Regions from separate parts of the Mus musculus genome. Here all the other regions are linked to region 1. The links are chromatin contacts, called in public Micro-C maps. All regions are on one chromosome and are shown on one strand. The core of a region is the stretch at or near the end of the contact, and the rest is flanking DNA. Distances in the headings are between cores, read along the strand shown. Region 1 has its middle 13 kb from the start of Gm34661. Region 2 holds the start of Nyx (nyctalopin). Region 3 has its middle 26 kb from the start of Nyx.

The links. A called contact is a pair of places that touch in the nucleus more often than the background predicts.
Region 2: a Micro-C map of granulosa cells shows a contact between it and region 1, with 2.0 times the contacts expected there. The contact joins the promoter of Nyx here to the enhancer-like site in region 1. A contact is called at or near these places in 14 of 39 promoter capture datasets (the 3T3-L1 cell line, 3T3-L1-derived adipocytes, cranial neural crest and 7 more), 32 of 484 Hi-C or Micro-C datasets (the AML12 cell line, B cells, the Ba/F3 cell line and 16 more), 13 of 115 datasets of contacts at active chromatin or transcription factors (T-cell acute lymphoblastic leukemia, acute myeloid leukemia, embryonic fibroblasts and 4 more) and 3 of 9 other capture datasets (adipose tissue, embryonic stem cells and liver).
Region 3: a Micro-C map of granulosa cells shows a contact between it and region 1, with 2.6 times the contacts expected there. The contact joins two enhancer-like sites. A contact is called at or near these places in 8 of 484 Hi-C or Micro-C datasets (B cells, CD4 T cells, the HPC-7 cell line and 4 more) and 6 of 115 datasets of contacts at active chromatin or transcription factors (double positive thymocytes, embryonic stem cells and epiblast stem cells).

The regions. Positions count from the first base shown.
Region 1 is chrX:13,358,416-13,362,924 of GRCm38.p6, reverse strand. No RefSeq gene overlaps it. Among named protein-coding and RNA genes, the nearest start is that of Gm34661, 13 kb to the right of the region's middle. Within about 2 kb of position 2,329, at least 4 of the 459 cell types and tissues checked have an H3K27ac peak or open chromatin away from gene starts, as enhancers often do. A contact at or near this core is called in granulosa cells, where this site is marked.
Region 2 is chrX:13,458,422-13,462,930 of GRCm38.p6, reverse strand. It overlaps Nyx (nyctalopin), which reads right to left and starts at 1,841. Exons shown (of 4, transcript NM_173415.5): 1 at 1,448-1,841.
Region 3 is chrX:13,432,346-13,436,854 of GRCm38.p6, reverse strand. No RefSeq gene overlaps it. Among named protein-coding and RNA genes, the nearest start is that of Nyx, 26 kb to the left of the region's middle. Within about 2 kb of position 1,999, at least 2 of the 459 cell types and tissues checked have an H3K27ac peak or open chromatin away from gene starts, as enhancers often do. A contact at or near this core is called in granulosa cells, where this site is marked.

The sequences.
Region 1 (4,509 bases), core at 1,080-3,579:
GGTAATACTTTTGTCTAGTTAGCCAAAAAGGTTGTACCACTTTGCTGCTTGCCTTCAAACTTTTGGACCTGTTTTTTCCTATAAAAAACCTGCCCTGAGGACAGACTGATGCCACATTAGGTTTTTCCTTCCTGTGGTCCTGGGCATCCAGTATTTATGGTGTGTGCTCAATAAACTATTCTTGCCTAACTGAGACTGATATACAGATGGTGTGTGTGGCAACTCCCAGACCCCAACAATGGCCTTGATGGAGTGGGTGTGCCTTTGCTTGAGGAGGTACATCATGGGGGGGTGGGGGGGTCCTGGCTTTGAGGTCTCCTATGTTCAAGCCACGCCCAGTGTGACAGTTCTTTTTACTGATGCCTGCAGATCCAGAACTCCCGGTCCTCAAGCATCATGTCTGCCTCCACTCTGGCATATTTCCCATCATGATAATAAACTGAACCTCTGAAACTGTAAGCCAGCACCAATTAAATGTTTGCCTTTATAAGAGTTGCCATAAATATGGTGTTTCTTCACAGTGATAGAAACCCTAACTAAGATAATGTGTAGGGGCAGAGATACCTTCATAAACAGAATAAGAAATCAGAGAAAACAATGAAAATACAAGTACAAAAATTTGTTTTGTTTTTCTAGACAGGGTTTCTCTGTGTAGCCCTGGCTATCCTGAAACTCACTCTGTAGACCAGGCTGGCCTGGAAGTCAGAGATCCACCTACCTCTACTTCCTGAGTGCTGGGATTAAAGACATGTGCCACCATACCCAACCAAGTACAAGAATTATAAAAGTGATATTAAAAATTAGGTATATTGGCGCATATCTGTTATCTCAAAACATGAGAAGTGGAAACAGGGGACCAGAAGTTCAAAAACAGCCTGAGCTACACAGAGAGCTTGAAACCAGCCTGGGCTACATAGAGAGCTTGAAACCAGCCTGGGCTACATAGAGAGCTTGAAACCAGCCTGGGCTACATTGAGAGCTTGAAACCAGCCTGAGCTACACAGAGATCTTGAAACCAGCCTGGGCTACATAAGATCCTTTCTCAAAACACAAACTAAACTGTTACATTTAATATGCTTGGAGAAAAATGTAGCGTGTAGTTGTTAAAGAACAATGTACGCTATTGCTGGCTAGACACAGGCGGTCTCAGTCTGTTCCCAGCCTGCTACATAGCCTGAGACAGAGACTGAGTGGCTCTCCTTGCCAACAACTCTCCCAGAAACAGCAGCTCTGCCTCCCCAGAGCTCCTTGGCCAGCTGCTGCCAAACTGCTCTCTTCCCGTTCCAAAGCCTGGCGGAATTCTGCCCTGGCTAAGTTCTTTACCTTAGGCCAACTTGAGTCGCTGTGAAGTAAAACACCAGACAATCTTAGTTTAGAATCAATAGATAACACAACCGCTGGGTGCCGAGTATATTCTCTTAGACACTTAAAATTGGTTACCAGAATTATACAAATTCGTCAAAATTCCACAGAATGCTGAAAAAAATCAAAGTCAAAGACATCTTCCAAAGATGAGATAATACAAAAATGAGAAGTACAACTGGATGTAACTGTACAGGACCTAGACCTTAGTAAGCACCAAGACCTTAGCACAGCTGACGCCATGATGAGAGTACAATTTAGGCTGTAAAACTCAACCCCGTGCCAAAACAAAAGCAAAGCCCTGATCCATTAAAGCCCATAATTTTGGGAAAGCCTCAAAATGTACTAACCTTGCTTTTTTACTCCTGTAGTTGTGCCTCCGCATGTTAACTGAAGTATGTCAACTCAGGACAAGGCTTTTGTGTTAAAAAGCTCAGGGCTACACTGGGATTCTGAACACCCAATGTAGGTGGCTGCCTGCTAATAAGACTTTCTATTGGCTTAAACCCATGTCCGAGCAGTCTTCTCTGGTGGATACCCCTCAAAAGGTGACAGGGCTTGAGAGGCTAGTGTTGGGGTCAAAGAGTCACCCACAAAGCACACCAACACTAATTTCAGTCGGACAGGGATGATTTACTGAACGCACACCCTAAGACTGATAGATCAGAGCCATAGCTCAGAATGCTGGGCGAAGGCTATGAAGGCAAACATCTTTCTCTGTTAGCTTATGAAGGCTAAAACTGCCAAAACCACACCGAGCTCATATGCAGGTGCAAGAAGTGCTGCCCGGTGGTCGGCTCTGACTCAAGTCCTTTTAGACATAACAGTTCATACTGACCTTTAATTTGATGGGTCCTAGATAAAGCTTTGTGGAATTTCTTACGATTAACAGACCTCAAACAGAACATAACAAGATACGCAATCAGCATGACCTTGCTCTGAATCAAGTTGTTCTTCTGTGTCAGTGACTGCCAGGAATATTGCAGCAACAATATGAAATAGCTGGCAGGCATGGAACAAAATGACTACAGCTATGCTAGGGGAGCAGGCCTCAACAGCTAGGGCAGAAAGATGGTTACAAGAAGTTTATCTGGGCTACACTGTAAGACCCTGTCTCAAAAAAAAGGGGGGGGACTGCAAATGTAGCAAGGTTGGTAGAATGTGTGCATGAGATCCTAAGTTCATATCTCAACACGATATAAAGCAGACCTGGTGGGGGGCTGGAGAGGTAGCTCAGTGGTGAAGAGCACTGACTGATCTTCAAATCCCAGCACCCACATGGCAGCTCAGAACTGTCTGTAACTTCAGTTCCAGAGGCTCAAACACCCTCACACTGACATACAAGCAGGCAAAACTTCAATGCATATGAAATAAAAATCAATAATAAGCCAGGCGGTGGTGGCACACACCTTTAATCCCAGCACTCGGGAGACAGAGGCAGGCGGATTTCTGAGTTTGAGGCCAGCCTGGTCTATAAAGTGAGTTCCAGGACAGCTGGAATACACAGAGAAACCCTGTTTCGAAAAACAAAAACAAAAAACAAACAAAAAAATCAATAATAATAATAATAATAATAGTAAACCCAGACATGGTGGTTTGCATCTCTATTGCTACTCCTCTGGAGGTAGAGGCGGGAGGATCATGTGTTCAAGACCATTCTCTGCTACACAGTGACTTCCAGGTCAATCTGAGCTACACAAGACTTTGTCTCAAAGGGGGAAATGGTAAAGAAGTGTGATGGTGGCGACTTGTGGTATACATAGAAGGTGTAGCCACTGAGACGGAGAGTTCAGTTTTCAATTCAAGGTATCTATATCTCAATTATACTAGATAACTGGGGTTTTGTTGTTTTGTTTTTTATTGTTATTGTTTCTTTGGTTGCTTTGTTTTTTGTGACCAGGCTGGCCTCAAACTCTCAATCCTAGGGATATAGCTCCACGGCAGAGCATTTAGCTACAAATTCTCAATCCTCCTGCCCCAGCATCCCACATGTGCATTACAGGTGCTTGCTATAATACATGGCTCAATTTTTATTTTGTTTTGTGTATATCGTATGTTCACTTTTATACAGCAATTTCTTTGCATCTCTGCAGTAAAAAAGAACTTGGCAGACCAGATGTGCTGACACATGCCTCTTACATCAGCACTTGAGAGGCTCAAGAATTCAAGATCATCCTCACTACATCAAGAACATCCTCAAAACCTGGCAGTAGTGGCACGCACGTACCTTTAATCCCAGCACTCTGTAGGCAGAGGCAGGCGGATCGCTGAGTTTGCAGCAACCTGGTCTACAGAGTGAGTTCCAGGACAGCCAGGGCTACATAGAGAAACCCTGTCTCTAAAACAAAAAGCTGGGTGTGATAGCTCAAGGCTTTATTCCCAGCACATGGGGATACAGAGACAGGTGGATCTCTGTGAATACTAGGCCAGCCTGGTCTACATAGAGAATTCCAGGACAGCTTATCTTTTATACACACACACACACACACACACACACATATGTATGAAGATGCAATAAACACTTAAATGTCAGCCTCTGGCCTCCACACAGGCATACCCGCACACATGTGTGCACACAAACATATACCGCACACACACACAAAGAAAACATTTTAAAAGAAAGCGACACTCCTTAACATATAAAAATCTTGAGCTCACTCTGTGACCAAGGTGAGCCTTGAATCTTAGATTCCCTTACATCTGCCTCCCAGGCAATTGTCTAAAAGTTTGAAACTGGGGCTAGAGAGATGGCTCAGCAGTAAGTGCCTGGGCTTCTCTTAGAGAGGACCTGTGTTCATTTCCCAGCACCCACATGATGGCTCACAACCACCTATAACTCCAGTTCTAAGGAAGCTGACGCCCTCTTCTGAACTCCAAAGACATCAGACATCATTGTAGTATACATACATACATGCAGGCAAAACACTTATATATACACAAAAGAAAATAAATCTTTAAGAAAGTGTTTTTAAAATTTAAAAGTAGCAGGAATGTGGGCCTTCACCACCAAGCCCAGCTTCATACAAGTCTCTTAGTGCTTTACATAGACCAGAGAGGAAGGGAAGCAGATGATCAGCATTCCAAAACACTACAAAGGTTTCGAGCAGTATTGAGGTCATCTGGTCCAGAATGCAGAGCAGGCCCCTG
Region 2 (4,509 bases), core at 592-3,091, 100 kb before region 1:
CTGTAAGTTGGTTTTTGATTTCCACTCATGCAAGGTGGCACACACACCTACACACACAAATACAAACACTTTTTTTTTAATTTGTAAAGAATTTAGGTCATGGCTGGGAAGATAGCTTACTCAGTAAATCTGAGTTGGATCCCCAGAAACCACATTAAAAAAAAAAAAAAAAACAACCCAACATGGTAACAGAAACAGACAGATCACTAGCCAGCCAAGCCAGCCAAGCCAGCCTACTTAGCAAGCTTCAGACAAGTCTCAAAATAAATCAATTGGATGTCTTCTGAGGAAGGGCACCCAAGGTTGTCTTTTGGATTCCACATGCACTCCACAAGTGCACTGGTGGGCATGAGCCATCCATTCACGTACACACACACACACACACACACACACACACACACACACATGTTGGGTCAGATATAAAAAAATAAAGTAAATGGTTATTAAAGGTTCTAAAATAAGTCAATTTTGACTCTCCTCTTTTCACAAAATTCCACACCAAGTTGTTCTAATCAGACGAAGCTTCTTCAGAAAACTTGAGGTTACAATGCTGAAGGCAGAGCAAGGAATTGGTCGCCTAGGTTATGGTTGGTTTTTGTTGTTTTGCTTTTGTTGTTTTTTTTTTTTTTTTGTTTTCTCTCCTGAGATTCCAGTAAGAAGCCAAAGAGTCACCCTCACTGCCTATGTGAGATCAGGATGAGGCACCCCTAAACTGCCTTAGCTGAAACCATCCTTTTGTTGGAATCCCTGGCTCCTTGTAGGGCTGGGGGAATCGACCTGAATTCACAGCCTTAGCTCTGGACTGCAGCAGGGGACGCTACTTATTCTGCTGACTCTCAGAATGACGTCACCCCAAGGACAGGCCCAGACAAAGTCGGGATGCAGGCTCGTACCGGATTCCGGGTCCTGCGCACAAAGCGTGCCTTGGCGGTCGGTCGTAGAGGGGCAGCTGGCCACGAGTCCCCAGTATGAACGTTTAAGTCCCTATTCCTTCCCACCTCTCTGGATTTCGAAAACTAGTTCAGCTCGCTAGCCCGGGTTAGCAACCACTCGTGACGCACCAGGGGACTTTTTCCCTCTCAAGGTCACGTCCTTGCGAAACCTGGACAGCCACTGCGGGTAACCCGTGCTGCAGCCCCGCCCGCTCCCAAGGTCTGGTGGGGCGGGGCATCCGAGCATGGGCCCCGCCCTCCCAGGCTTGCCCATCAGAGGGCGCTGAAGCTCCAGCGCTGGACCAGTGCCACCGCAACCTATCTTATCGTCCCCGCCAGGAAGCAGGCTCCAGCATGGCGGCGCGGGGGCGGCTGCCTGGCCCGGAAAGGCCCGGGGCACGCCTGAGCCGGAAATCTTAGTCACGCACCTGAAGTCGCTGGAAGGCTAGCTGCCCTGGTCAAAGGACAGCCTGCCAAAAGTCCCTCTGGAGAGGGTCCTTCAGTGACCTACTCACCTGACTGACCCTGGAGTCAGGAGGGTGGATAATAAGCCAGTCTGACACAGCACATAAAGGGTTGGCCCAGGATTTCTTCTGCTGTGCTTCTCAACAGACTCGCTGCCCTAATACTCCAAAATGCACGTTCCAGGAGCTGCATGTGAAATCGCCACTCTCTGTGGCCTCCAAAAATAGAGCTGTAGGCCCATCTGCCTTGCCCAAGGAAAAGACCCAAACTCAATGCAGCAGGGAACTGCCAAGTATCAAATCAATGTCCCAGTCTCAAAGAGGCCTCTGAAACAATGGTTGATGGCGCTGACACATGCTAAGAGGTGAAAGAGGTCCTGGGACAGGTTTCCTAAGCCACCAGCAGCACGGCCAGACAACAGTTGAAATCAGTAGTTATGGACCTAAGGAGCTAGAGGCTTTAGAATAAAATGTTAGGGGGAAGAAAGGAATTGTTCTGATCTGTGATCAGAAGGACTAGGATAAGAGGAATTGGGCAGAGTCCCAGGAGTGAAGGGTTAGTCAGTCCATAGCAGAATTGCTGCATTTTGGCAAGTCCGTTCTGAAAGCTGAAAGTGAGGTGACCTTCAATGGGTAGTCTTCGGCACACAGGGCAACAATGCAGTGCAGCAGATTTGTCCTTTTCTTTGTTGATTTAGCTGGAAGCTGTCAGTTAAAATAATCTCATCTGATCTCTTCCTCCATTCTCTGGCCTGTAACTTAATTTAGAGAGTTTCAGAATTCTCTTATCACAGGTATTCAAGGCAGGCAAAAGATCCCGGAACATCTGATTTCAGAAGACAAGCCATCGAAGATACCTGAGTCTGTGCAATGTTGAGCCACCAGGCAACTGAGTCTCTGCTGATGACCTGTCAGAAAAACAAATGCTGGGAGAGGCTTGGGCCTCCCTGCTGCTCTCAGATAGGCACCTTTTGCCACTTAGAAAATTAGTGTTTGACAGACATACACGAGGCTAGAGCTTGAAGCTGACCAGCAAAGAAAAGATACAAAGGCTTCCACTTTCCACCTGTCAAAGGAATGGATCTAGGGACAAAGAAGTCTGTCGGGCCTGAGATGGGATGGGATCTTCCACCCCACAAAACCCCTGAGGCGTCTATTTGAAAAAATGGGTGAGCTTTAAAACATTTTCCTCACCTGGACTTGAATTTAAAATCCTGTTAGGTTTGAGAGTCGCCTTTCCTGGATACATGTGGCTACCGTTCCTCGTGAAAGAACCCTCTCCTTACAGCAAATGGAGGCTACCACAGAAAACCACAACTGGAGCAATAGATTCTAGGGAGCTCAGGCCCAATGGATACACCTACACCACCACTCCTGCATCTATGACTCAGGGAGCATCGATGAAGAGAAGGAAGTCTGCTGTGAAATGGTCTCTCCTACAAATGACTGCATAAACAAACCAGAACAAAGGTAATATCACAGACATGTTCTCAGGGAAGGGGAAATCCACCAGGCCCCATCCTTAGGCAAAGAGCTACCTACAGGCAACTAATGGCTTTGGGAAAGATGACTAGCCTCTCCCAGTAATGAGCATCCTTAATTGGTTGTCTAATGCAGAATGGTCAGCCTTGAACACACATACACACACACACACACACACACACACATCACCAACAAAAATGGACTGAGCAGGTTGGATATGTGTGTGTGTGTGTGTGTGCACACGCGCGTGCATATTTCATACTCACATGCACACAAATATGTATGTAACAATAAATAAAATATGCTATCTACTTAGGAGTATACGAGGACATAGGAGGGCATCAGGGAAGGGTAGCTGGAAAGTGCTAGAGGGAGGAAAGTGGTATGATTCTATTTCAATTATAAACATAGTTTGAAGTAAAATTAAAATATATATAACATTATAGAGAGTATATCATTGGTGGTACGACTAACAATGCATAACTAAAAGCCCGCACACAAGAGGCTGAAGCAGAAGAACTGTATTTGAAGCCACCCTGGATTATATGTGACTCTCTTCCCTTCTCTTCTCTTCTCTTTTCTTCTCTTGTCTTCTCTTGTCTTCTCTTGTCTCCTCTTCTCTCCTCTCCTCTCCTCTCCTCTCCTCTCCTCTCCTCTCCTCTCCTCTCCTCCCTGCTCCTCTCCCCTCCCCTCCCTTCCCTTCCCCGCTCCTCTCCTTAACCCTCCCCTCCCCTCCCCTCCCTTCTCTTCTCTTCTCTTCTCTTCTCTTCTCTTCTCTTCTCTTCTCTTCTCTTCTCTCTCTGTTATACACATTCATACATGCATGTACATTGTTATAAATATACATTATATATAAATGATTTTATGTTTCTAAAACGTGGAATGAAAAACAAAGATATATTGGGACAAAGAAGATGGCTGTGGAGAGAGGTAAAAGCAAAGCATGAGGCCCTGAGATCAAACCCTCAGCACCAACATTAAAAAAAAACAAACAAAAAAAAAAACCCCAGATACAGCTGCACATGACTGTAACCACAGCATTGAAACACAAGTGGATCCTGGGAGCTGCTTGCCCAGCCCACTTACCTGAACCCGCAGGTTTCCTGTTCAGTAAGAGATCTTTCCTAAGCAAAGCAACAAGGCTGAGAGCAATAGAGAAAAACATCAAACATCCTGCTCTGACCATTACTTCTGTGCACCAAGCATGTACTACACACAGACAACACACACAAATAAAAGAAATAAAAACTCTGTTACAGGGAACATAGACAATCTGGGGACCAGGGTCCCCTTATCTTAGGAAAGAATCGATTAGCATGCCTCATTTACATTTACATGTGTTCTAGGCATTGTCCTATGACTTTTTATAAATTGTAAAATGGCCAAAGGCTCACTCGGGAGGAATTTAGACTTCTCCACCTCCCCATTTGGCCAATTTGTAAATAAATCATCTTTCTTTTACCAATGTCTGTAGCCAGGCTTTTGGCCACTTTGTGGGTTCTTTTTTCTTCCACCCTTATTTCATCCTTTCAACCCCCCAACATTAGGTAGGAGTGAAAAAAGGATAGGAGGGAAAGGGGGCCATTATCAGTAGACTGCTTCCTGCTCACTGGGGTCAACAAGTTCCTTGG
Region 3 (4,509 bases), core at 750-3,249, 74 kb before region 1:
GTACTATAAAAAGTTCGATGCTCGACCTGACAAATAAATTCAGATTCTACACAACCTCTCCTGTGTGCTGTCTTACTGTCTGCAATTTCATCCAACGCTTTGCCCACCTGCGACTAGAGACCCATTCCACACAAACATAGGGACCCAGAGGGTCTGTGGCAGTATGCATGTCCAGTTTGGACTCATTTGAGAGCCTGTTGCAATTTCTGTTTCAGCCTTCTATGATACACAATAAGAAATGTTAAGGCTGGTGGTGCCACACACATTTAATCACAGCACTTGGGAAGCAGAGGCAGGTGGATCTCTGAGTTCTAGGCCAGCCTGAAATATAGAGTGAGTTCCAAGATAGTAGGCTACCAGAGAAATCCCATCTTAAAAGGAACAAAACAAAAACAAGCAAACAAAAACCCCAAACAATAGCATCTCAATGTTTTTCTGAGTGCTAAAACATCAAGAGAAAGTCCTTGTGGGTTGTGAGGGAAGGTTTGATGAAACTAAAAGCCAAAACTTAAACAGACACAGCAAAACAAAACAAAGCATGACTACATGAATCATTATAAGCTGAATATCTTCATATCCACCAGGAATGTCAACAATGAATCTCAGGCCAGCAAGATGACTCAGTGGGCATTTGCCACAAAGCCCAATTACCTGGGTTCAATTCCTGTGGTCCATATGGTGGAGGGAGAGGACAGATTTCCACAGATTTTCCTCTGACTTTCTTCTGCGTGGGTCCTGTGGTACCCATTCATGCCCACAGAAGAAATAAATCGTAACTTTTTTTTTTAAAGATAAGCACCTGGGGGGGAGGGCGGGGGGGCTGAAGGAATGGCTCACCAGTTAAGGCCACCTGCTTTGGCAGAAGACCCTGGTTTGGTTCCCAGCACACGCATTGCTGCTCACAGCCAGCTCCTAGCTCTGGTTCTGAGGGAACGCCCTTCCCCCAATAAGAAAGAAAGAAAACAAAAGAAAAGCTCTGTTTGCATCTTCCCCACTTATATTCCCATCAAACTTACTCATGGGGACTGCCTTATAGCCACTTGTGATTCTATCTCTGGGACATCCAATGCCCTCTTTTGGTCTTTATGGGAATCTGGACACATAAGGCATTCATCCACACAATCAGATAAATAAAAATAATAAAGACTAATCTCCAAAAAGCTAGAAATGTCTGTTACCTCACTCAGGAACTCTCATGCTTGCCATCTTCATCACTGTCCTTCCTCCTCCATAGGGATTCAGGATGTCAGCTTTGACAGTAATCATAAAACTATGTCTTATCACTCAACTGCCCACCTTTACCTCCTTAGCTTGCCTTTAATTTTTTTTTTTATTGGTTTGAGGGACTGGAGAGGTGGCTTAGTAAAGGACTCTGATTCAATTCCCAGCACTCACATGGCTGCTCACAGACATCTCTTAGTTCTAGTTCTAAGGGGAAATTAAACAAAAACAAAAGAAAACAACAACAACGAAAAGAAAGAAAGCAAATAAAGAAATGTTCCTGTCTCCATCTTCTCTGATTTATATTCCTAATCAGAGTTAAAAGTCAAGCATAGGGACTGATAAGGTAATGCCCACTAATAAGGTAACAGTCCTGTCATTGGAAATAACTCTCCATCCAATTACTTTCTCTATTGTATCCTCACAGCGTTCATCCCTGGATTTGGCTAAGAATTAGTATTATAGGTCTGGCCACTGCTCTGCCAGCCTCCATCAGGCCTGCTGAACAATGAAAACCAGGTTAGGTGCCCCCCACCCAGACACCAGTTCCCCTGCCCTTCTCCTGGGACACAGCATGCCCAGTTGCTCTGAGCTAGCTGCTGGCTGTGTCAGAGCTCCATTGTCTGGCCACTGCTCTGCTAGCCCCCATCAAGCCAATCAAAGAAGGAACACCCAGGCCTGCTACATCAAGAACATCTAGTCGAAGGCTGCCCACCCAAGGCCTGCTGCATGGGAAACATCCAGATTAGAGCTGCCTTCCTGATACCTCCTACACCAGGAATATCCAGGGAACACAAACAGCAAGAGCCAGGGCAATATGGCACCTTCAGAGCAAAGCTATCTCTACAGCAAGCCCTGGCTATCCTAACCCAACCAAAGCACAAGAAAGTGACCTTTAAAACATCCTTGTAAAGATAATTGATGCTTTTAAAGAGGAAACTAAGAAATCCCTTAGAGAACTTCAGGAAAATACAATCAGATATGTACAGGCCTTTAAAGAGGAAACTAATAAATCCTTTAAAGATATACAGGAAAATACAACTAAACAGTCGAAGGAAATGAATAAAACTGTTTAAGACCTGGAAAAGGAAATAAAAGCAATAAAAAAGCACAATATGAGGGAACCCTGTTGCTGGAAAAACTTGTGTCAGTAGAAAAGGATGCATATAGTCCTGCAGTGACTTGATATGCCAAGGTTGGGGCGATGGGAGGCAGGGGGAGATTCTCCTTCTCAGAGAAGAAGAAGAAAGAATGGGGGGAGAAGATGTGGGAGGGAGACTGGGAGGAGAGGGACAGGTATTGGGATGTAAAGTGGATAGATAGATAGATAGATAGATAGATAGATAGATAGATAGATAAATTCATAGTGGGCTTAGAGCATGGCTTCATGGTAAAGCCCTTGCCCAGCATGTCTGAGCCTCTGAGCTGGATCTGTACCACTTTTTTTTTTTTAAATCACAGCTCATACAAACAAAAACAATGGAATGGGAAAAGGCATTATATTGCAATAGCATCATGGATTCTAATATTTCATCTAAGCATGCTCCCAAATGTCAGGACCAGAACATTCTATTCCTCCTCCTCCTCCTCCTCCTCTTCCTCCTCCTCCTCCTGTGTGATGTGATGCAGTATAATGACACAGCTCCAGGGCCTGGTGACACTGGCCTAGAATCCTATCTACTCAGGGGACTGAAGCAGGAAGATTACAAAATAAAAGCTGGGCCACTGAGTGGGTGAGTTTAAACTCAGCCTGACTCACTTAACCAAGACCTTGTGAAAGGTCTCAGAACCAAATCAAAAGCTAGAGTTAGAGTCTAACATATGCAAGGCCCCAGGTCTAGTCCCCAACAACAACAACAACAACAACAAAACAAAAACAAAAAAAACACAACAGAGAATGGCCAACTCTGGTGCCAATGTTACTCACACCAAACTAAAAACAAGCAGAAAGATTGCAAAGCCAATTCAACCTCCACATCTAACCACTGTTTAAAGCAATGTGACAGATGGAGGAAATGCATTGAACGACACCAGACAAATGCACAGTCAGCTAAATATAGACTAGAAAGTTCTATGTGGCATATGATCCATTTTTTTCTCACCAAATTAATAGAATGGGGAGAGAATGAAAAAAAAAGAGGCTTCGAAAGAAAGAAAGAAGGAAAGAAAGAGAGAGAGAGAGAGAGAGAGAGAGAGAGAGAGAGAAAGAAAGAAAGAAAGAAAGAAAGAAAGAAAGAAAGAAAGAGAGGGAGGGAGGGAGGGAAGGAAGGAGGGAGGGAAGGAGAGAGAGAAGGGGGAAGAAAGGAAGGAAGGAAGGAAGGAAGGAAGGAAGGAAGGAAGGAAGGAAGGAAAGAGACAACAAAAGACACAAGAAAACATCAAGTAATGCTGCAATTGGGGAACAATCTTTGCCTGAAACAAAATAGAGTGTCAGATAGCATTCTAGAACTGGTTTCCTGTTGGACATGATAAAGGTTCTGTTTTTAAAGTCCTTACTCACTAGGGGGGAAAACACACAAATGTCTAGTGTGAGATGAGATTGCATTTTGGATTTAACTTCAGTCAAGCTAAACAAGTGGCGGGGCGAAGGGCTAACAGAAAGCTGGTAGCTTTGAGAATTGACAGGTGAGGGCATGGGTTTGCTACATTCCTGCATACTGCCAATGTTTCCCAATCCCTTTGAAGATACATGGTCCTCACTTGGGCCTTTTCAGATACAGCTGATGCAAAGAGTATTCTCTGCTTTCCTCTGCATTTTTCTCTAGGCATCCTACTCAGCTTCCTTCATCTGAAAATGGAAGTGGCTTATAAAAGGTAGGAAAATAAGCAATCATATCTTCCATTTTGAGCTCCAACAGTGTTGTACATAATCCACAATGAAAAATTGTTAGAGGAGAATGAGACTCAGAATGGCTGAGTTTTATGGCCCGTTTGATTCTCTACACTTTCCTTTCCTGACTGCTGTTTTGTTTTGTTTTGTTTTGTTTTGTTTTGTTTTGTTTTGTTTTTTGGTTGGTCGATTGGTCATTTGGTTTGGGTATTGATTTTTTTATTTGTTTGTTTTTATTTTCATTTAGGGGTGTTGTTTTGTTATTGTCGTGCATTCATTTGTTTTGATCCTAGTAGGGGTAACTTAAAATAAGTTTTATTTTTCTTTGACATGGTCAGGATAGAAAGCCAGGGCCTACTGCATGCTAGGCAGGTACTCTACCATTGAGTCACATCACCAGGCTAGATTAATCGATAGTTTCATCTGCATCCCCAAATGTGTGTGGGGGAGGGGCACAG